Regions from separate parts of the Rattus norvegicus genome. Here region 2 is linked to region 1. Evidence: chromatin contacts called from public Hi-C data. All regions are on one chromosome and are shown on one strand. Each heading gives the region's core, a stretch centred on a gene start, on an enhancer-like site or on the middle of the called end of the contact. The rest is flanking DNA. Distances are from core to core; before and after follow the strand shown. Region 1 holds the start of Pea15 (proliferation and apoptosis adaptor protein 15). Region 2 overlaps Atp1a4 (ATPase Na+/K+ transporting subunit alpha 4).

Region 1 (5,068 bases), core at 1,692-4,191:
CTCGTCTGCCTGAAACATCGAGACACGCACCCTAAAATAGCAATATCTAATTGATTATGTGCCGCTTAACAGTGCCCTCCCAGCCAAGTCCGACAGGTCCGCTCTCTTTGAACATGAGGACTGAGTCCACTGTCCTTTCTTAGTGCGGTCACCCCAGACTCCGACGGTTCCACTGTCTGTCTCCTTCAGTGGTCCCACTGCCCTTTCTGAATAGCATTCTTGAACTTAATGCACCAATGCGCCCGTTAGTTCTTCAGTTCTACGGCTGCTGAATTGGGTCCTGAGGGCAGGAACCCGGGCTTCCGTTCTATTTTCCTACGGCCCGGTACATAAAGAACTGTCCTGTGTTTGTTTAATAAAGGATGGAAAAACGAGGTGGATGGGAGGAGGGGTAATGGGCTTGGAAGTCTGGATGACGGTGGAGCACACCTCTAACCCCAACACTCCAGAGGCAGAGGCAGGTGGATCTCTGTGAATCGGAGGCCAGGCTGGTCTACAGATGGAGTTCTAGGACACCAGGGCTACATAGAAGAATCCTGTCTCAGAAAATAAACAGCAACAAACAAACAGCAAAATGGGCCCGGGGACTTCCACAATGGAAACAAACCTTCTCCTGGTTTTGACTGGAGGCAAAGGAATTAGGACATTCTAGTCAAAGGAGCGAGCAAACAAAAGCCTCAAAGCATCGGCAGGGCGTGTTTGTCATAACAGAGATCTGAAAAGTAAAGAGAAATTCAAGTTGTGGCCATGAGGTTGGGTAAGCATAGTGGGGTTGTTTTGTAGAGATGTCTGAACTAAATCCTATGAACCGGGAAAGGCAAAGTTTCATTTGGCAGCAAAAGCCACGGTGGACTTAAGGAGGGCAGGTGATGTCAAGAGGCAGGGGCAAGGAGCCCTGATCCTTGTCAGAAACTGTTTAATCAGAGTAAGTTCGGGAGACTCTGGCCCTGTGTGGTGACCGTGGTAACGGGGTGGTATTGCTGTTTGAACCAAGAGCATCTCCTAGACGTGGACCTGTCGGACTTGTCTGAAAAGGACGTGTGCGATCCCCAGGACAGGCTCAGGTGTGAGTAAACACATTCAAGTTGGAAGCATGAAAGGACCAAATCCCAAACAAGCGTCTAAGGAAGCAGACACAGTTTGATGCTGTTTCTAGAGAGGCTATCGCTATGTAGCCCAAGATGAGAATTTTCCTGCCTCAACGTTCTAAGTCTTAAGATGACAGGCGTATGTATACCACCGTGTTATACATGATATGAGCTTTTGGTAAGGCAGTGTAAAGTTATTTGATATCTACGTATAGAAGAATGAGCCCCGAGATTAGAGACGTTTTCACTCTCCACAGTCAAATCTAGGGAGTACTGCTAGAGACAATTGCAGAAGTCTATAAGGCAGAAACCAAATGTTTAATCAGCCTATTCACATGTACTGGATAACTAATAGGTAATTGGGTATTAGGTTACATCATAAAAATATTATGGGGTTTGCTTCATATAGATCAGCAAAAAATACTAAACTTAAGTGACTTTGACTTTCTTTTTTGCACCCATCTGGTACCAATCCCTAAAAGCTTTTTATTCCTGATTCTCAGAAGAACCCTATGAAGACAGCATTGGTAGCCTTAACTTTATGGACTTAAACTGTCTAAGGAAACAGAGTAAGTATAAAGTCCACATTCTCTGTGTCTTGCTCTGCCTGATTTCATTTATACAGTACATGTCTGTGCACAAGTGTGCCATCACTCTGGGTCTCAAAGATGGGTCAGCCAGATAGATTACAGCACAGAGCGAATAAGAAGCAAAAGCAAATTCTGAGGGTTATGTTCGTTATTTTCAAAGGGGCAATGGGCAGCCACGCCGGGGGAGATTAGCAAAGAGAAGTGCTGTACAGGAAACCTAAGGTGCAGGACCAGGACCTGCTTCTCCCAGAAGTGTGGCTCCGAGAGAGAAAGGGCTCATCTGAGAATGAGAAGAGGGGTCTCTGGTCAGCTGGAACTGAAGGCAAGATGGGGTGCTCCTGGTGGTGCAAACACTGAAGACCCTCTCAGGGTCAGACACTTCCAGAGCTGAGCTGAAACCCCTTATGCTTCTCCAGGTCTCCCTTCCCTCTTTCAGCCTGGCTGAGAATCTGGGGGAGGAAAGTCCCTGAGGTGTAGGGGAAGTGAGAATTATCACACTGGCCTAGGCAGAAGGACAGAGCTAGGAGACAGCTAAGTGTGGCTTTGTTGTCTATATTTGCATGCTGAGCTCATGGCTTTTTTCCCCAGAAAATAAAATTACATCATAGTGTGTGGGGGTGTGGGGGTGTCGGTGTGTGTGTGCGGGGGGGGGGGGTATATTTGGGAAAGGCAGGAGGAGCACAGGGGTCCAGCTGCTGTTATATAGAAGAGATCATGGCTCCGGGCCAAGTAAAAGCGATTCCCCTGTTGCTGCCTGTGCCTGCCCCTGTCCCATTTCTATCGGAGCGTGGATAAACTTGATCGTTTCCTACTGATTCTCTCTCTGATCTATAAGGCTAGGAAGGAGGTTTTTCTAAATACTAAAGCAAAGTAGCTAAGAGAACCCCAGAGGCCACAGGCCTTCCAAATCCCCCAATCCAAATTGATTTGCCTTCTGGGGGTCCTGGCCATCGTGGTCATCCAGAGGTCAGAGGGCAGGAAAGTGACCCACTAGGAAAAAAAAAATCTTCCCACAGTTGAAGGGGAAGAGGCAGAGTCCATACCATCCCAGTCCTGTCCCCATCCTAGGAGCCTTCCAGAACCCCAGTCCCCAGTCCCTGTCCCCTCCTGCCTCCCCTCCCCCTTTCCTCACCGCTCCCCGCCCCCCGCCCCTCCCCGGCTCTGACATCACCGGCCAGTCGGGTGGGGTGAGGCGGTGCTGGGCTCAGGCTCTGCTCCACGGGCGGAAGAGGCGGCGGCGGCAGGATCGGCGGCAGCGGTGGCCGGAGCCAAGGAGCAGGCTCCAGACGCTGCTTAGGAACCGGGGATCCGGGAGTGCCCGCACCCTGAGCTCTCAGCTCCGGAGGCGGTGAGAGGGGGAGAGGGGAGACGTGTCGTGGGGAGGAGGTAGTTTGGGGGTCTGGGTTTGGAGGGTCACGATCCCGGACGCAGGGGACAAATAGGGGAGCTTGAGAATTCAGACAGGTCCACGGTGTCAGGCCCTGTGGGGTCCGTCTCTGTCGATGATTCCAGAGACGGGTGTGCTACAGGCAGCGTGGCTTCATCCGCCCATTCCGTGCTGAACAGCAGTTTGGGAGTCCGATGGGGCCTGAGGATTAGGATGTAGCCTGCTTCCCGCCCAGCCGGCCAAGCCAGGCCAGCTCCCGCCCCTCCCTCCTCGCTTTAGCTTCGGACTCGCCTCTGCAGGCGTCCAGGCTCAACTCAGCCCTGCCTCAGTTCCTCCGGCAGCTGGCAACTGGCGGGCAACTGGTTCGGGTACTCTCACGCCCAGCTTACTGCGTCGGAGGAAAGTGGGATTGGTGGAAGCTTGCCTGTAGGAAAGGAGCTGGGGGGCATGATGTAGGCATGATGTAGCCAATATAAAGACCCTAGTTAATTTTTAAAATAATCCGTGTCAAAACCGACAGGGGCACAAACACACCTTTAAGAAAAAAAAGACAGCCAACCACACAGTGACACACACCCATGTGACTTACACACATCCTCTCATACAAACCAAATCACAACATCCCTGCACTATGCATCCACCCACCCACCACAGCCCGTTTGTTACCTCCCATGTGGAGTCTCCTTGACCAGCACCACCTCTAAGACATCAGTCTTAACAGGAATGGATGTTCAGTAGTGGGTGGAAAGGGCCACTGTCCACAAACACACCTAGATTTTGTAGTTTTAGTGGCAATACCTCAAGGACTGGTGAGCCCGTGCTCTCACCTGGGTGAGGGGCTTCTTGTAACCTTTGTTGCTGACTGAAAGTTTAGAGTGTACGGTACCTGGGAGTGGCTAGATTCTGGACATCAATAGGGCCAAAGGATGGAGGAGGAGTAGAAGCCAGGGAGAGGGTGAAAAGAATGAGTCAGCTGAGGATGGAACCCGAGTCAGAGGGAGATGAGAATGAGAGGAATGTGAGAGAAGAGAGAACCACAGAGAAAAGGAAAGAGGTGGCCAGGGGAACAGGAAGAGTGCTGGAGAGGAGGCTAAAGAGAATCACAAGTTAGGGAGGGTGAAGGCAGGGAGGTAGGAGAAACCTGTGAAGATCGGAGTCTTGCTTCTCTAGGTTATGTGTCTGGCCCCCGGGCTGGACATTGCTTCTCTAGGTTATGTGTCTGGCCCCCGGGCTGGACATTGCTTCTCTAGGTTATGTGTCTGGCCCCCGGGCTGTAGGAGCGATTAGTGTTAATTGCCCTTCCCTTTGTGGTTAAACACTCTAGAGGGGAAACTGCCAGCACGCCTTAAGCTGCCAGCATCCCTGGCTGCCTGCTACTTGTGTGACACCTGTGCTCGGCAGGTGTACATACACTGTCATACAGAAGGGCACAGAGCCACACTGTTCCTCACACACATATCTTCATGTACAATGTCACGATGGCCATCTCCGTGAGCTGAGCTGATCCGTAGCCACCCAGCATGCACATTCAGTTCCTCCCAACCAACCTTTCTCTTTTTCCATTCTGAGGCTCATCCCTTCCCTATGGTAGCTCTGGGTATTTAGGTGGGGACACTGGGTATAGGAAGTTCAAATGTATCCATGGCTACCCCCAAATGGGGTGAATGAATAGAAGAACTGGAAGGTCTGAATGCCCATTAAAAGAATAATAAAAGGGGGTTGGGAATTTAGCTCAATGGTAGAGTGCCTGCCTGTCAAGCCCAAGGCCCTGGGCTGGGTCCTCCAAGGTGGGAGGGGGGTGGGAGACAAAATTACAAAAAAAAGACACACACACCCCAAAAGGGTAGCTGAGATAGAAAAACTAAAAACGACTGGGGAGAGAGGAACTAGACGAGGAAAGGAAAAGCTGGGAAAGATGTGAACAGCTAGCTAGTCTGGGGAGAGTCACCCAGGGCCCATCCCTGCTCACAACCACGAAGCCTGCTCTGCCCTGTCTAATCCTA
Region 2 (5,068 bases), core at 1,888-4,387, 36 kb before region 1:
ATCTCCCAGGGGCTTTTCAATACTGTGACATCCTTTTCCAAAGTCATTCCCAGTTCCTCCTGCCCAAACTTTTCTGAAACTATTGACCAGATGCCCCATGCGTACATAGCACTGTATACCATAATAAAACATGACCCACCGATGTGGTCCTTGAAGAAGTCGATCTGAAAGACAGGAAGTGGTCTAGGAGGGAAAGAGGTGTCTGAATGGAATATCTGAACATGTCCAGGGGAAGGAGCCTGTGCTCTGTGACAGACATCTGAAGCAGGCACACACTGAAAACTCTTGCCCTAAATCATTTCTTTGGTATCCTTTACGTAGAACACAGGTGAGATTTCTAAAGATTAGGTTAGGATAAAGAGTAAATAAAAATAATCAAATTCCCCAAGCAAAATAACGTGGCCCCCGCTCAATCCATTCTTTCTCCTTTCGGTGGCCTTAGGTGTGCCTGACGCTGACAGCCAAGCGCATGGCTCGCAAGAACTGCCTGGTGAAGAACCTGGAGGCGGTGGAGACGCTGGGCTCCACGTCCACCATCTGCTCGGACAAGACTGGCACCCTCACCCAGAACCGCATGACGGTGGCTCATCTGTGGTTTGATAAGACTGTGTATGAGGCTGACACCAGCGAGGAGCAAACCACGGGTAACTAGTAGCCTTGGTAGCCAAGAGCAGAAGGACTTGGGGCGGGAATGTTAGGCGAATGATGACACCAGGCAGACAGGAGAAAGCTGGAGCACAGAAGGAAAGGAGGTGTCTTACGAAAGAAATATCATGCCGGGCGGTGGTGACACACGCCTAGTCTCGGAAAACCAAAAAGGGAAGAGAAAAAAGAAAGGGAAGAGACGCTATCTCTGTGCAGTGTTTGGGTGCGAAGGAGAAACTGAATAACCCCTGCTTAGTTTATTGGATCTTCAACTTCTTATGTCGCTGAGAAAGATCTTGACCCTCCTAATCCCCTGACTGACCTCCCTGTCAAGGTCTAATCCCTTGTTTTAAACTCTGTGTGTTTACAGCTCTCCCCCTTCTTCTTCCCTAGGGAAAACATTTCCCAAGTCCTCTGACACCTGGTTTTACCTGGCTCGAATTGCTGGCCTCTGCAACCGGGCCGACTTTAAGCCTCATCAGGAGTCTCTTCCCATAACTAAGGTATCAAGTCGAAGTGGAAAGAGGGCGGTCATCTCAGTGACTAGTATCACCTGTCCCTTTCAGAAAAGTCTGCTTCCCAGTGGTTTTCTACACACGCCCTTCCCTCCCCGTTCTGCCTCTCTGCTTGAGACCACAGATAAATCCCATGCCTAGATGGTATACCCCTGAGACTTACTGTACGATCTTTTCCTTGCAGCGGACAACAACAGGGGATGCTTCTGAGTCAGCCCTCCTCAAATTCATTGAGCAGTCTTACAGCCCTGTGAGTGAAATGAGACAGAAAAACCCCAAGGTGGCAGAGATTCCTTTTAATTCTACCAACAAGTACCAGGTACAGAACTGACAAAGCTGGGTAGGAGGACGGTGTAGGGAATGGACTCGCCAGTTGGGGGCGCTATGCCTTTGCCTCCAGCTGTACTTTGGAGCAGGTCACTCGTTCAGGAGAGCCGGCATCCCAAGTAGGAGGAAGGCTCAGCTCAAGGAAAGTGACAAAGCTGAGGAGAGGAGAATTAGGTGATAAAGGGAGAGGGTCCAAGCAGAATGCTGACACATGTTGCTTGCAAAGAGAACACATCATAAAATGCTAAGACAGATAGAGGCAGCTGACGCTGTTAGTCTAAACCAGTGTCTGCTGTGAAATTCGCCACTGTAGACACTAGGCTGTGACTGTAAGGCACTCTGTTTCCTTCGCCATCAATTAAGCCTTTTCCCTCCCTAGTGCAGCCATCATGAGACAGTTAGGGGTTGACAGCACACGTGCCATGTTTTCCTCTTTTTTATTTTTTGTTGTTGTCGTCTGTTTATTTGGAGACGGGGTTTCTCTGTGCAGCCCCGGCTGTCCTAGAACTCATTTCCAGGCTTTCTGTGTTTCATTTTTTCAAAAGCATTGCTTCATTATCTAGGGAGGAGCAGGTAGGAGAGGGTGAGTGATGGCCAGGGATACAAACAATGAAATCCAGAGAAGCTATGTGTGGTGGCCATGCCTATAACCTCGGCAGCTGGGAGAGGGCTGAGGCAGGAGGATTAATCTGAATTTCAGGTAAATTTGACCTGTAGTGTGAGAGATCTTGTCTTTAAAAGAAGGAGGAGGAGGAGAGGGGAGGAAGTGGAGGAAAAAAGGGGAGGAGGAGGAGGATGAAGAGAAGGAAAAGGAGGAAAAAGGAAGAAGGTGGAGGAAGAGGAGGAAAAAAGAGGAAGGAGGAGGAAGAGAGGAAAGAGGAAGGGGAGGAAGAGGAAGGGGAGGAGAAAGGAGGAAGAGGAGGAGGAGGAGGAGGAGGAGGAGGAGGAGGAGGAGGAGGAGGAGGAGAAGAAGAAGAAGAAGAAGAAGAAGAAGAAGAAGAAGAAGAAGAAGAAGAAGAAGAAGAAGAAGAAGAAGAAGAAGAAGAAGAAAAGAAAAAGCAAGCAAGGAAGGAAAGTCCATGGGGGAAGGGGGGATGAGGATTTCAGTAGAAAGTAGAGAACAGCCTTGCTGTGGCTGTGGCTGGAGGCCGACTAGGCCAGTTTGCTCAGACAACGGCTCCTCCAAGTACTTGTATTTCCATGAAGACCAGACATTTTGAGTGTGTGAAACAGGGTTACGAAATAAGACTCCTAAGTCAGTTTTGCCTTTCTGTCTTCAGGCATAAACAAAATGACAGCCTGTATGGATTTGAAAAACCCAGTTATTTGTACTCTGATGGAACACTAGGGATAAGTAGATCCACACTTCCGGTCTAAACTTGCCTTAGTCACTGTGATAAAATAGAGCTCCCAGATCTGCAGATAAGCTACAAACTTTGTTCCTACTTTTTTCTGACACTTGGTGGCCTCACTAACCAGACAGGAATTCCATGGCTTGGCAGAGGCCTTTAGATGAATTAGGCACCTTTCCCTCCATGTGGTTAAAAATAAAAGTCAAACATATTCATGACATTGTTGGAATGTCTAACAAGTAACCATGTTCCCCCAAATTACCATATGAGTGCTTCTGAGCTACTGAATAGCATTCAAGCAGCAGGCCTCGTCTCTGTGGCTCACTGTGTGGGACAAGCCAGCCCCACTAGCCTCAGCTCCAGCCGGCCCCAGCTCTGACAGGCTTTGAGTGAACTACTATAATTAGCTTGCTCCAAGGGCAGAGACTCCAGTCTTTGAAAGGAATGTGTCTTACTTAGCCTGTTAGTCTCTTACCATCTCTGAAATAGATTGTAGTCTGAGTATTTCTGATCTCTCTCTCTCTCTCTCTCTCTCTCTCTCTCTCTCTCTCTCTCTCCCTCCCTCCCTCCCTCCCTCCCTCCCTCCCTCCCTCCATCTTCTTTATATCTTTATAAAATCTTTGGAGGGGGTGGTGGTGGTAGACAAGGGTCTCACTGTGTATCCCTGTATGTCTCTGTAAACCGGGCTAGCCTCAAACCACCTCAGAAACCACCTGCCTTTGCTTCCTGGGATTAAAGGCGGGCACGACTACCACCTTGTTCTTTCTGTAATCTTAACAACAGTAACAACAAAAATTTGTTTGGATAAGTGTGGAGGTATATGCCTTTAATCCCAAAACACAGGAGACAGAGCCATGAGGCTCTCTGTAAGTTTGAGGCCAGCCTGGTCTACAGAATAAGTTCCAGACCAGCCAGGGCTTCATAGTGAAACCTAGCCAAACAAACAAACAAACAAACAAAAAACCCAAAACAACAACAAAACCCCCACCTATTTCTTTTTCCTTTCTTTCTTTTCTTTTTTAATTTTCGAGACAGTGCCTCTCTACATAGCCTGGATCTCATCATGCAAATCAGGCTGGCCTTGAACTCACAGAGATACACTTATCCCTGCCTCCTAAGTGCTAGAATTAAAATAGTGTGCCACCAGGCCCAGCCAAAACCCTTTTTTGGGGGGAGGGCATGTCATGGATTCCCTGCAGCAGCCAGAGGACAGTCTGTGAGACTGGCCCACTCCTTCCACTGTCAGTCCAGAGAGCAAATTCAGGTCATCAGATTTGGCTGCAAGCACCTTTATTTGCTGAACCATCTTGTAAGCTCTGTCTGTAGTCTTGTATCAATATTTTTATTCCCTGTGACCAAGTTAGTAGAGTAAGGAGCTCTCGTGCTCACTTGAGCCGTTTTAAATCATTCAGCCAATATTCACTGATCACTGAAAATAGTGAGCTTTGTTAATCTTACAGCTTCCTCCTTAAACCACGTTTTCTCCCTTTAACGACTTGAGCATATGTTCGACATAACTGATCATTCTTTAACAAGTCCGCTGTAACCACATTTTACGCGTCAGTGGCTCACCCCACTCAACATTCAGGAAATGCAGTCTGGTCTCCTCTGTGTTCAGTTCCTTTCAGTTTGCTGATTCTGTCTCCAACTGGGGCCATAGCAGGCAGTTCCTATAAGTCAAAAAGAGGAACTCTACGGGGTGCCTTCTCATAGACAGAGATCCAAGGAAACGGCAAACCCAAGCTGCCTGATTTCTCCCTCTGCTTGCTCCAGATTCTTTTCATGAACATACATACACACCTTGCCTTCCGTCATCAGACATCCAGCCCGTAGACAGTGTCTCTCGGTGGCATCTCCTGCCTGTAGGAGAATGGCTACGGGACTTCCGTGCTTCAGTGTCAAACCCTGGGTTTTGATTTTGCTTGGCAGCTCTCATTAGAAAAACAAACAAACAACAAACAAAAACAATAAAGGGGGCTGGAGAGATGATTCAGTGTTAAGAACACTGGCTGCTTTCCCAGAGGACCTGGGTTCAATTCCCAGCACTCGAATGACAGCTCACGAGTGTCTGCAATCCGAGTGATCTGATGCCCTCACACAGACACTTGTAGGCAAAACACCAATGCACATATTAAAAGTCAATAAATCGTTAAAAAAAATAAAATAGCCAAGACACGGTATTTTTACTTTCTATAGAATAGTGTATGGGAGCTGAGGTCTTGCAGGACT

What was found. A called contact is a pair of places that touch in the nucleus more often than the background predicts.
Region 2: a contact with region 1 is called in a Hi-C map of the A7r5 cell line, with 3 times the contacts expected there. The contact joins the enhancer-like site here to the promoter of Pea15 in region 1. A contact is called at or near these places in 5 of 12 Hi-C or Micro-C datasets (the A7r5 cell line, Schwann cells, hepatocytes and 2 more) and 1 of 1 datasets of contacts at active chromatin or transcription factors (oligodendrocytes).

The regions. Positions count from the first base shown.
Region 1 is chr13:87,197,684-87,202,751 of GRCr8, reverse strand. It overlaps Pea15 (proliferation and apoptosis adaptor protein 15), which reads left to right and starts at 2,941. Exons shown (of 4, transcript NM_001013231.1): 1 at 2,941-3,026. It also overlaps a transcript of Dcaf8 not described here.
Region 2 is chr13:87,234,235-87,239,302 of GRCr8, reverse strand. It overlaps Atp1a4 (ATPase Na+/K+ transporting subunit alpha 4), which reads left to right. Exons shown (of 23, transcript NM_022848.3): 9 at 443-644; 10 at 1,039-1,148; 11 at 1,345-1,479. Among named protein-coding and RNA genes, the nearest start is that of Atp1a4, 15 kb to the left of the region's middle. Within about 2 kb of position 3,137, at least 36 of the 93 cell types and tissues checked have an H3K27ac peak or open chromatin away from gene starts, as enhancers often do. A contact at or near this core is called in the A7r5 cell line, Schwann cells and kidney, where this site is marked.